Regions from separate parts of the Danio rerio genome. Here region 1 is linked to region 2. Evidence: chromatin contacts called from public Hi-C data. All regions are on one chromosome and are shown on one strand. The core of a region is the stretch at or near the end of the contact, and the rest is flanking DNA. Distances in the headings are between cores, read along the strand shown.

Region 1 (6,646 bases), core at 934-3,433, 580 kb after region 2:
CGCTGAGGCCAGCTTTCAGCCTCCACCGCGGTGACTGAAGCTCTGCACAAGACTTTTGGCCAGCGTAGAAATTAAAATGGTCGTGCCCAACTGAGTCTGGTTTCTCTCAAGGTTTTTTTTCTTCACTCTCCTATCAGGTGAACTTTTTTTCCCCTCTCCGCTGTCGCCACTGGCTCGCATGGTTCAAGATTGGTTGAGCCACGCATCAATGAATTTGCTCTTCAGTGTTTGAACTCTCAGTAATGATTTTAAATTACACTGAACTGAGCTAAACTGAACTGAACTTAAACACTAAAAACTGAACTACACTGTTTCAGTTACTAATCTACATTGTAAAAGTGCTATACAAATAAAGCTGAATTGAATTGAATTGAAAATTGCGATTCGATTTCGATTAATCGCACAGCCCTAATATTGACTTACACAATATATAAATGACCTCAAATTTTGACGATGCAATCAATGTCTGTTGTGTTTACCATAAAAATGACTCAACATTTTATCCACTTTCATTTTATTCGTTTTTTTGGTGTTTTCTTTTGGGGTTTTGCATCTTTTTTTATTTAATAAGCGAGTTAAGAAATGTCAAGACTGTGGTAAACAAAACTTGCCTACTTTGACAAACATTGTCTAAAACATGAAACAAAACATGATTATGAAGCTGATGTGTGGATTTTATAAAACTATATTTTTATTTTTAAAAACATAATAAGTAGATAGGATAGATAGGAATGTGTGAGAAGTTTATGTTGAAGAACATATGCAGATTTATATTTAATGCAAACCTTATTTTACTTATTAAAAACATCAACAAATGATTATAAAACCTCATAGGAATATCTAAATGGAGCCTTTTCCACACTTTGAAAGGTATAATATTTCATTGGTATATTTCATTCTTTCATTTATATTATTATTTTACTAAATAAGCATTATAAAATACAATAAATTGCCCCAAAAGGTCTTAAATTGATAATATCATTACCACAGTTATTCGTTGGACAAATTACTGCACACCAAAAAGTATATTTATGATGACAGGATTAATTTTATAACAAAGATTGTTAATAAAACTAAGATTACACATTTTTGTCATGATATATATGTGCATTTTTCCCCTAATAACCAATTATATTGAAGTCAGTTTATGCACGTGCACTATTATTACATCAGAAAAATCCGAAATATTGCTTCAGAGGAAGAGATGCAGCTTGTCTTTGCCTTTACCTCTTCACAGTTGGATTCTAATGTTTTGTTTACTTATCTGAACACATCTATGGATCATATGCAAGTTGTGCAGAATGCAACTGCGAGGTTTTTAACCAGCACCAGTAGGAGGTCACGCATTACTCTTGGCTTTCTATTAGTTTTAGAGTACATTTTAAGATTCTGGTGATAACATATAGAGCTTTGGATGGTCAAGCGCTGCTCTATATTCAAGATCTTTCACGTAGTCCTTAGACCTTTTAGCCATTCCCAGAGCTCATCCTAAGACTAAAGGTCTCCGTCTAGCACTGAGAACTCTGGGATCAGTTGAACTTTTTAAAAAGCATTTAAAGACGCATCTTTTTGGTCAAGCTTTTAATTGGTGAGCTGGTTTTACATTGGTGTTTTTGTTCTTGGGTTTTAACCATAGACTGTAAAATATAGGTTTTAACTTGTTTTCTTTAATAGATATGTGTTCTTTTAACTATTTTTCAGGATTTATTATATTGTACAGCCCTTTGTAACTTAGTGTGTTAAAAGTGCTATACAAATAAACCTTTACTTACTTATTATTTAGGAAACAATAGCATGAATATGATTTAAAACGAGTGTTCGTCTGCTTTCATTACCTTAAGTTGATCATTGATTTTATCATTCCGCAGTTCGTGTAGGAGTTCAGCCAGGAAAATCTCAGAGGTGCTGGTGGCCAAAAACTGAGATGGACTCAGCAGAAAGGCAGAAATTCTCTGATCCCAGAGATCCGCGATAGTCATTCTGCAGATTAAACAGGAGCACTTATGTATGTGCGTGACAATGGCGCTTAAAAATGTATTAATTAACGCACACCCGCATTGACAAAACAACGACTCACCTGTCAGTTCACACCGTAAAAACATAAATAAAGCAAATGGATTTAAACATCCGTCTGTTGACGTCTCTGAAGATCATGTGTTCCTAGTTGTCATATGATAAACCAGGTAGTGAGCCGTGTGTTTTAAAATAAAAGTCACCAATGAGTCATGTCCTGTAATAATAATGACAGATTATTTCTGTGAAATGAGTAAAATGTGATTTAAAGGTTGGTAGATCAATTAATTTATTTTCTTTTTTTTTTTCATTTTACCCTCAAATTATTTAGATTTACATTGATGAGCTGAAACGGCGGGCTTGTATTTTGACAGGGTAATGTGACCTTCTTTTTGTCGCGGGTTTTACTGCCATCTTGTGGTGTTTTAGGTGTTTAAAGTAGGTCAAAATCAATCTAAATTTGACAGTTGAATAAATAATTAGAAATAATAAAAATATATATATATTGCAATTAAACAAAAGGTCGTGGTTTCTAAGATAAGGTAACTATTTATTATCAACATATTGCTGCATATTTAACTCTTTATGTATTATTCTGAATTTGATCTCAATGCATGTTGAGGTAAAATGCTATGATAGTAACGTTACACATAACATGGTACAAAATTGTTAAACTCTGCAAAACAACAGAAATGTAGTTGCAATATGTGCATGCAGAAGTAAATGCCATATTTACCACCATATATTTGCTTGAATATCAAAGTTAATTAACTTTATAATAGTATACACATTGTTAAAGGGAGTTAGATATTTATATAACATAATTTCACATGTGCATGAACGTTGAGTTCCTATTCTCATTATATTACAATTAATAATATATTTTAAGTTACATGATTATATTCATATTTGTTTAAACAAATAATATAAACCGTAAATGGTATATGAATTTATTTAATTTCGGCAAATTATTTTCTTACTCATTATCTCATTATCTCTCTCTCTTTTTTTTTTTTTACCATTGAAGTAATTCAAGTAATTATAATGAAATAATTCACATGACTGAATTACATAATAAAGGAAGATGGCAAAGTATGCATTTAGTTTGTTTAATTAGCTTACATTCCTTTGAATCTTGTGTAAATCCTGGAATTTTTCTTTCTTAAGAAAGAAAAGCAAATGCTTTGTTTGAACATTTAAAGTAGGTACAAAAGCTAAATATATTTAGGACACAGCATTAACAACAATAACAATTGTACTTGCAATGGTACCAGTAAAAAAAGAACCAAGAGCAGAAAAACGATAGAAAAAAAATATATTGGTTATCAAATCTAGAGATAGATATAATGGATAATAAAGAGATGGTTACTAAAGAGGGCAATATAAAAACCTTTTTCTATTCGTTTTGAGTGTTTCTATTTTTTTAATTAACCTGGAATTGTGATTAAGTATTTATTCATCTCATGTATAATTGTTAGAAAATAGGTTTGCGATTTAAAAATGTACACTTACGAATATAGAACCTAAATAAAATTTAAATAAGGTTAATCCTGTAGTTTCTGAGTTGTAATGAAGTGTGATGGAGTGACGCAGCGCGCGGCTCGCCCCTGCTCTTCAGTTCTGGAAACCCCAAGCGCGCGGACCTGCCAACGCCCGGCGCAGAGAAACAAACAGAAAGGATACGGTAAGTGCCAATGACGCGCAAAATATTTACCCCATTTCTCTTTTTATAACCAACATCAACGCTTGACCCAGTGCGGAATCGAGTTGTGAATATGTACAATATGAATTGATATTTTTAAAATGAGCATTTAACGAAGCAAACGTGTAAAACTGCACCAGAGGGCAGTTAGCACAGGCGGCTAGCTGCCGCTGAGGAGAACCGGTCAGATTTTTACCACTGATAGATTTACAAGTGTTATCATGCAACAGTATTACATATTTAGTGTCTGTTCTTAGTTTAAATTATGCCAACGTTGCATAGAATACCGTTTCTGACATTCAGTCTGTCATCCGTTTCAATCGCCTGTTGACGACGGGTAGTTGTCATAATTTATTTATATTTGCTAATCAGCGTATTGTAAAGTAGCTGATTTGTATTAGAATCAGATTGGTTTTTCCTGGTTGTGTGCTGGGATTGTGCAGTGCTTGTTTGCTCAGCTGATCTGTGTTTTGGTGGCCTTCAGTTTACATTGCACAGCATCATTGAAAATGGAAATGTGCTGCATTAATTTATATTTCATTATTTTGCTTCCAGTCTAGTTGGGTTGTGTTGGTTTAATATGCATGACATATAAGGATTGTGTTATGGTCTCAGCATCATTTAGCAAACTTCAGCCATTTTAATTTCTCCCACTCTCTATCTATCTATCTATCTATCTATCTATCTATCTATCTATCTATCTATCTATCTAGCCATCTATCTAGCTATCTATCTAGCTATCTGAAGTCGTTTTTTTGTTAAAGTTATTGTCATAAATGTTTTAATAAATTGATAAAAATTATTATGTTGTTTGTTTATGGGCTTTTAATTAATAAAAAAATCCATTTTGATACTCTTCACATCATAAAGCAATATTGATCTTTCACCTCATGTTTTATAATTTAATATTTTCAACAGCATAATGAACAAATCTATATACTAATTAACAAACATTTCATATTTTTATTTGAACGTTGCCTTTTATTTACACTTGCATTTATCTCTAATTGATTTAATATTCAATAAATATTTCATCAGATGGAAAAAGTTGAATGTAGATTACATTTTATATTCCATTTACAGATTAATTACTTTAACTATAAATAGTGATGATTTTGTGCTAATTAAATAATGTGTAATTATTAAATGTTTTTATTATTATTATCAATATTGTTCATGTAAAATGCTACATTTCAAAAAGTTTTAGCTGAAGTTATTGTCAATTTTTAAACCATTTTAAATAAAATTCCAAAAATATATAGTTTTTTTTATTCTTATTATAAATATATTAATCATATATGCATCTTATTGTTATCATCATTATTACTATTATTGTTATTATGTTGGCTGTATAGGCTTCATCATTAAATTCATAGTTAGTTAGACTGGTTTATCAGATTTTTTTGTTGTAATAGAGGTAAAGTTGGTTTAATATTCACACATTCATTCATTTAGCAGTCTCTTTATATTGTTTACCTATCTATGTTGAATACTGAGTCTGAAATAGCATGCAAGTATGACTTCAAAACAACATTAACACTATCTAATTCACTGTTAGCAATGTACTTTGATAGTCATTTGCTGCTTATATGATTTCCCTATTTAGTATTTGCAAATAATACTTTTCTAAAATTATTATATTAAGAAGATTGACTGAATATCCGAATATAAAACCAACTTTACCTCTGTTGTTGTATTTGTATCAATTATACTTGTTGACTATTGTTTTCTGTGGCCAAACCTCATTTGTGTCAGCGATGTCTCTGTCTTTCTCTCACACATTCACAGATTCTATAGTCCGTGTGTCTTCAGAACTGTTATTGGCTTGTCTGCAGGTTTCAGGTTGTTAAAATTCAAAGAAAAGCACTAATGGTGGATGTTTGCATCCATGGTGGTTTTTGATTGATTTCTGCTTGTTGATGAAATGATGTCGGTTACTAAAGCATCCCTCCCTCCCTCTCTGTTAGATAGAGAAGGACACAGCATAAATTTTTACTTGCATCACTTTGTGTTTTGCAACAAGTTCTTTTTCACGTCTGGTCATTAAGAAAATGCTTTTCCTGCCACAAATGCATCGTTAAACTATCACAGGAAGAAGGCAGGACTGAGAAGAATGGACAAGTGCTGCTAAAACCGAGTAGACGTTTAATCTGATATTCACATACATATTCTTACTGATATTCGCACGATCTTGTGGGTCTTTAAATAATAGCAACTGATAACTGTTGAATTTGATTAATCCAAAGTGTGAATCATAACTCATGGTTTTGCATAACAGCCTTTCATTCTCGCAGCTTGGCTCAAATATTTAAATCGTTGTGCATTTATTGCAGAATATTATTAATAGAGCGTTTCTGTTGCAAATCTTAGTGTCAGAAGTGGATTTAAAACAGCTTCTATATTTAGTTTATGGGCTTTTATTTGCTCCAAAAAATTCATTTTGATACTGTTCACATCATAAAGCAGTGTTGATCTTTTGCTTTATGTATAAAAATGTTATGTTTTCTTAGCATAAGTTAACAAATATTTCATAATTTTCTTTGAATATTGTCATTTATGTGCACTTATGTAATTGATGTACTGAGCAATTCCGTGCAAATGTCAACCAAAAATTGACTTTTCATTTAATTACGGAAACCGTTTATGGGTTTTTTGTGTAAGCAAGTGTTTTATAGTATTTTAGAAATCCTCAAAAATGCATCTGTCAGTGTTTTCAAACTATTATATTTGATTTACCAAAGTCACACAAGTGGCAATTTCACATTTGTCACATCCATAACGGAGATGTCATATTCATAACGACACTTTTTCCTTATAAATGTGAAAATATTAAATTAAATAAAACCAATAATTTTTGTTCTATAGTGAGCCGACTCTTATAATTTTGATTGTCATTGTTTCTTTTGGGTTGTGCAGTTTAATTCAAAGAAT
Region 2 (6,278 bases), core at 611-3,110:
ACTTCACATTGTGTCTGAAAATATTTTTTCTTCAGGAGAAAGTTTCATTTGTTTTATTTCGGCTAGAATAAAAGCAGTTTTTAATTTTTTAAAAGCCATTTTAAGGCCAAAATTATTAGCCCCCTTAAGCTATATATATTTTTCGATAAGAGTTCAGAACAAACCATTGTTATACAGTAACTTTTCTAATTATCCTAACCTGCCTAATTAATCTAGTCAAGCCTTTAAATGTCCATTTAAGCTTTGTAGAAGTGTCTTGAAAAATATCTTGTAAAATATAATTTACTGTCATCTTGGCAAAGATAAAATAAAGCAGTCATTAGAAATGAGTTATTAGAACTTAAGAAATGTGTTGGAAAAAAGTGTTATTTCCGTTGAACAGAAGTTGGGGGAAAAATAAACAGGGGGGCTTATAATTCTGACTTCAACTATGTATATACACACATATACATTCACAGACCTTTCTCTAAATATATCTGTCTGTCTATCTATCTATACACATACATAAACACCCCCTCTCTCTGGAGAGGTGTGTATGTAATATATATATATACATACATACATACATGTATGTGTGTATATATTTCTAAATTATTTTATATACAAATAGTTCAAAATACCATATATTTTTTACAAATTGTATGTAAATTAAAACATCACATTGGATAAACACTTTTGTTTTCTTCAAATTGTGAAATAATTTGTTTAATAATTAAAATAACTTCGCGAACTGAAGTCATTTTCGAACATATTAACAAGATTACTATGGCGAATGTTTTACTAAGGCCTTCGCGCGACATTTTTTCTCTGTACAAACGACACAGCCTACGTGAAGACGACGCGCGGCATTTCCCCTATTTGTATAACATTATACCGTATTCTGTAGACGCAGTTAACAAACATTCATATGCAGTAATCAATTTATGTCGTTTAAAATCAAAACACGAAGATTAAACATCGAATTAGGTGCACGTTTTGCACATAAGAAACTCCACACGGGAGGTGTGGTCGCTCTCAGGCACCCCGCCCCCCTCTGACGTCACCCGCGTCGTGTTAATTTACCGCTATCGAAAAAAAACCAAAAAAGCGCTTTCCTTAAAAAAAAACACCAACGCGCTTTCGCAATCTATTGTTTCCGCATAAACCGTGCTGTTCGCCCAAATATGTGCGCATTACAGGTTGCAAAAATCACACGAACGGGCCAACGAGCACCTCCAGCGGGATTTTATTTCCCCTCCTGAAGCTCTGGCGAGGATGAATGGGAAGCCATATTCTCACTGGCTTACAAGGAAACATGAAGCCTTTTTCAGTGCCTCTCACACTACACATATAATCTGAAATCTAGGTAGGTGATGCACAAGAAACATCACGCTGCAGAATCCCGGTTAATGCGGATTTTAACCGTGCATGGTGTAGCCACGAGCATAAAACACAGCCCTTCGTCACTGGGGAAGAAACAACGAGCAAAATGCATGCACGAACGAGCCAAAATGTTACAAAATCCGAGCGCTAAACAAGAAGCTAAGGATGCCTGGCACATGCGTGAAGCCTAGTAGCCAGCGTGCATGCAGTAGCCATCAGTAGGACGAATGAAACCCACGTACCTCACTGGTCTTGCCATTTTGCAGGAATACTGTAGCGGTTAAAATTGTGAAAAGGAGCCAAAGAAAAGCAGGGTAAATGCAAACAAAACGTGGTGTTTTTAAAACACAAGGGGGCACGTCGAAAAAACCAACGTCCTCTCCCTGTGACGAAAACTAAACAATGCTGGAGGTATTCCTGCTCTACGAAGGTATTTAGTTTAAATATTACCTTCAGCTACTCAAAATGGTGAATAAAACAAACTGAAACTGCAGCCTTCGCGCAACCTAACGATTGGACGGAAGGCGGGGCGTGTTCGTTCAAACCCCGCCCGCTTGGTCAGATTTGCCCAGAGAGCGACGCCATTGGCCGGTTTGAACAGTTGTTTGATTTGTCATTGGTTTTCGAGGCTGTCTGTCAAACGTCGTGTCTCCAAAGCGTTTACCCTCCCCCTCGTTTGCGGATAGGTTGAACAGCATGGCTCAGAAACAAAAAGAGGCCCTTACGATATGCAAGATGTCCCAGTTTAAGTGTAGAACAACTTTGTGGTGCTTGTTTCCTTTGAAATGAAGTTGAAATCAGTGAATAAGCGCTTTATGCAAGCGACAGCACACGACTGAAGGTTTGAGAGCCCCAAATGAATCATTTTTGCTGACTTTTTGAGCTGAATTGTGTTCACAGCTAATTTATTTGACAACACTATTGCTAATATTATGCTAACTGTTATTAATATCATTTAACTTATTACAAATCATAATTTAAATGTACAATTTATTTATTTATTTGGACAACATATACATTTTTGAATCATTTCCTTAGCTTTTCACAATTCCCATTGCTCTCAGTGATGATTCCTACAGGATTATTCAATAGAAAAATAGCAAATCAAGATCCCTTTTCCCCCAGACCACCCTTAAATCCTGGGTTATTTATTTGATTCAAAGTGTTGCTCAGAAATGTTCTTAGTTTTTTTTCACTTTCAGATATTTTTTTCCCTAAAGTCACAAATGAATATGTAGTCTATAAAGGTTTACGTATAGGAACCAAGAAAGTAAGTTTTACATAGGCCCATAAGAACCAAATAATGATTTCCTACGGGATTATGCAATAGAAAAATAACAAATCAAGATATTTTTTCCACCTCAGACCACCCTCTAATCTATTTGCTTTCTTTTATGCCTTTAATTGAAAGTGTTGCCCAGAAATGTATTTAGTTTTTTGCTTTAAGATGTTTTTTCTCCCCAAATTCACAAAAGAATATGTAGTTTGAGGGGGTCTAGAAGGATTTACGTAAAATAAACCAATAAAGTAAAATTAACATAATCCTATAAGAACCAAATAATATTGATTTCCTACAGGATTATGCTGTAGAAAAATAACAAATCAAGATACTTTTTCCTCCCCAGACCACTCGTAAATCTGTTTGTTTTGTTTTATTTGTTTAGTTGAAAGCATTGGTCCGACATGTTCTTAGGGCGTACTCACACTATGTACAGTTGCCTTGTAGTGATGGGAAGTTCGGATCATTTTACTGACTCGGATCTTTGAGTCTCGTTCATCAAGATGAACAAATCTTTTTTTGAATCATTTCGTTAATTTAGTTCAATATGCAAAAATATTATTAAAATGTTACCAATTGCATCCAAACACATCTACAACTAGCCCAAAAGGTTGATCACACGACAAATAAGTCATAAATAGAATATAAGAAGAAGAAAATAATAATTCAATGTTTACCTGCTGTTTTGTCTATGAAGGTATTGTTGTCTCTTTGCTCAGCTCACCTCTTCATGTCTTTAAATGTCAGTGGTTTATTCACGTTACACTGACAGTCACATATAATGCACAGTCTAAGCCGATAGGAGCCATGATCGTTCGTTTATCACGTGACAGAATGACTCAAACCAGAGGACTTGAGAGATTAACGGTTCAATTCTTTTTCTGGCTCTAAACGCGTATGATTGGCCCATGAGGAACGAATGACTCAGACCCAATAGAGGACTCGAGAGATGAGCGAATAAATTTTTTTTTTCCGGCTCTAAACGCGTATGATTGGCTCGTGATGAACGAGTGACTCAGACCCGATAGAGGACTGGAGAGGGGAGCGGATCAATTCTTTTTCCGGCTCTAAATGCATATGATTGGCTTCTGCCAATATGATGAAGACTTGAAATTACTGATACTACCTGCACAAATGTGCGCACGCGCGGATAAACGAATCATTTCCTAAGAGGACTCGTAGTTCCCGAGTCATATTGAAGATTCGTTCAAAATGAACGAATCGTTGATGAACGACCCATCCCTATTGCCTTGAACCGGGCCAAAGCACGCTTGTCCCCTCCGACGGCCCGCACTCACATCGCATTTGAGCCTGAGCACACTTACATCATTGATGATGCGCTGTTCACATTACATTCGGGCCTGGGCACGCTTACGTCATCGATGATGCGCTGTTCATTAAGAAGCGCTCTCGCTCAGCACAGTGGAGATTTCTTTAGTTATATCGTTTAAGTCGTTTGATATGCAGTGACAAGAAGTCAAATATTTTGCAGAACAGATCAGCCCCTTTGACGTTCATGAACAATCATAAAGTCCTCGTGCTGCATGAATTAGGAGGTTTGCTGAAGGTGCAGCTGTCGTGCAATGAGAGGTTTGCGTCTTTAATAAACTACGACAATTTGCTTTCATTGAACAGTAAGAATGATTAATAAATTCATATTAAACAGTCCCTTAAAAGTCACGTCTCGCTTTCAGTTTCTCCCCAAAATCACAAATGAATATGAAGGTTGAGGGGGTCTATAAAGGTTTACATATAAGAACCAAGAGAGTAATTTTACATAGTTCTATAAGAACCAAATTATGCAATAGAAAAAAGTCAAATATAGACTTTTCCCCCCAGACCACCATCAAATCTCTTTGCTTTGGTTTATTTATTTGATTGAAAGCGTTGTTCAGAAATGTTCTTAGTTTGTTTTCACTCCTAGATATTTTTTCTCCCCAAAATCACAAATGAATTTGTAGTTTGAGGGGGTCTCGAAAGCTTTACCAAGAAAGTAATTTTACATACGTCTATAAGAGCCTAATAATATTAATTTCCTACAGGATTATGCAATAGAAAAATAACAAATATAGACTTTCCCCCCCAGACCACCCTCAAATCTGTTTGCTTTGTTTTATTAATTTAATTTCAAGGATTGCTAAGAAATGTTCTTAGTTTTTCACCTTTAGATATTTTTGTCTGGTTGAGGGGGTCTAGAAAGGTTTACATATAGGAACCAGGAAAGTAATTTTACATAGGCCTATAAGAACCAAATGATATTGATTTCCTACAGGATTATGCAGTAGAAAAATAACAAATCAAGATATTTATTTTTCCTCTGACCATCCTCAAATCTGTTTGCTTGCTTTTATGCCTTTGACTGAAAGCGTTGCTCAGAAATGTTCTTAGTTTGTTTTCACTTTTAGATATTTTTTCTCCTCAAAATCACAAATGAATATGAAGGTTGAGAGAGTCTAGAATGGTTTACGTACAGGAACCAAGAAAGTCATTTTACATAGATCTGTAAGAACAAACAATACTGATTTCTTCTGACATTTTACCCTGAAATATAACCTGGGGTAATAATATTCATTCATTCATTTTCTTTTCGGCTCAGTCCCTTTTTTAATCTGGGGTTGCCACAGCGGTATGAACCGCCAACTTATCCACCTTATATTTTACGCAATGGATGCCCTTCCAGCTGCAAACCATCTCTGGGAAGCATCCACACACACTCATTCACACTCATACACTTCGGACAATTTAGCCTACCCAATTCACCTGTACCGCATGTCTTTGGACTGTGTGGAAAACCAGAGCACCTGGAGGAAACCCACGCGAACGCAGGGAGAACATGCAAACTCCACACAGAAATGCCAACTGAGCCGAGGCTCTAACCAGCGACCCAGCGACTTTCTTGCTGTGAGGCGAGAGTTGGCGATTCATTCCGCTGTGGCGACCCCGGATTAATAAAGGGACTAAGCCGACAATAAAATTATTGATTGATTGATTTTTGCTATTTTTAAAAAACTTATTTAATATTTTTCCCCAACATATAAATTTGGCCTACCAATTTTTGAACCATTATTGTAAGTTATTTTGTTAGATAAGCTTCAGATTTGACTTCAGTACTGACTAATCTAATGTGTATGCACAAATAGAATATTGTAAAGTCCTATAGAAAATATTAATTTAACCCTCCTGTTGTGTTCACATCCTGCCCCTTACTTTCGTGTTTCCGGTCAAAATTGACCGGTCTGTTTTAACTGCTCTTATATTAGTACAAAAATCATTTTTCTCCACCAAATATTTTTTCAACATTCTTCCTGTCTCAAAGTATGTGTTTAACATGAATTTACAGAGTTAGGCATAAAATAACTGCAATGAAAATAAAAATAGGCGCTGAAAATATATTACATAATGAACAATAAATTACAGAAATCTAAATACTTTGTTTCATTAATCATAGCCAGCTCGCTGAAATAACTATAACAGGGTCTGACCTAAGAAATTGAAATTTTAATCCATCTGAATGATTTATCAACCAGCAAAGCACAAACAAAATGCTGTCCTTTCCTGTGTTCTGAGTAATCGAATTTTCAGTCCTTCAAGTGTAGTAAAATAGAGAATAGTGACTGAGGGTATATATGGTGAGCAT

What was found. Hi-C and Micro-C count contacts between places; a contact is called where the count stands out from the background.
Region 1: a Hi-C map of hematopoietic stem cells shows a contact between it and region 2, with 5 times the contacts expected there. The contact joins the promoter of ap5b1 here to the promoter of nucks1a in region 2. A contact is called at or near these places in 1 of 18 Hi-C or Micro-C datasets (hematopoietic stem cells) and 1 of 4 datasets of contacts at active chromatin or transcription factors (embryo).

The regions. Positions count from the first base shown.
Region 1 is chr11:41,542,379-41,549,024 of GRCz12tu, forward strand. It overlaps ap5b1 (adaptor related protein complex 5 subunit beta 1), which reads right to left and starts at 2,184. Exons shown (of 3, transcript NM_001326456.1): 1 at 2,078-2,184; 2 at 1,836-1,980. The coding sequence starts at 1,979. It overlaps cdc42 (cell division cycle 42), which reads left to right and starts at 3,601. Exons shown (of 6, transcript NM_200632.2): 1 at 3,601-3,697.
Region 2 is chr11:40,961,813-40,968,090 of GRCz12tu, forward strand. It overlaps nucks1a (nuclear casein kinase and cyclin-dependent kinase substrate 1a), which reads right to left and starts at 1,861. Exons shown (of 8, transcript NM_001004601.2): 1 at 1,605-1,861. The coding sequence starts at 1,621.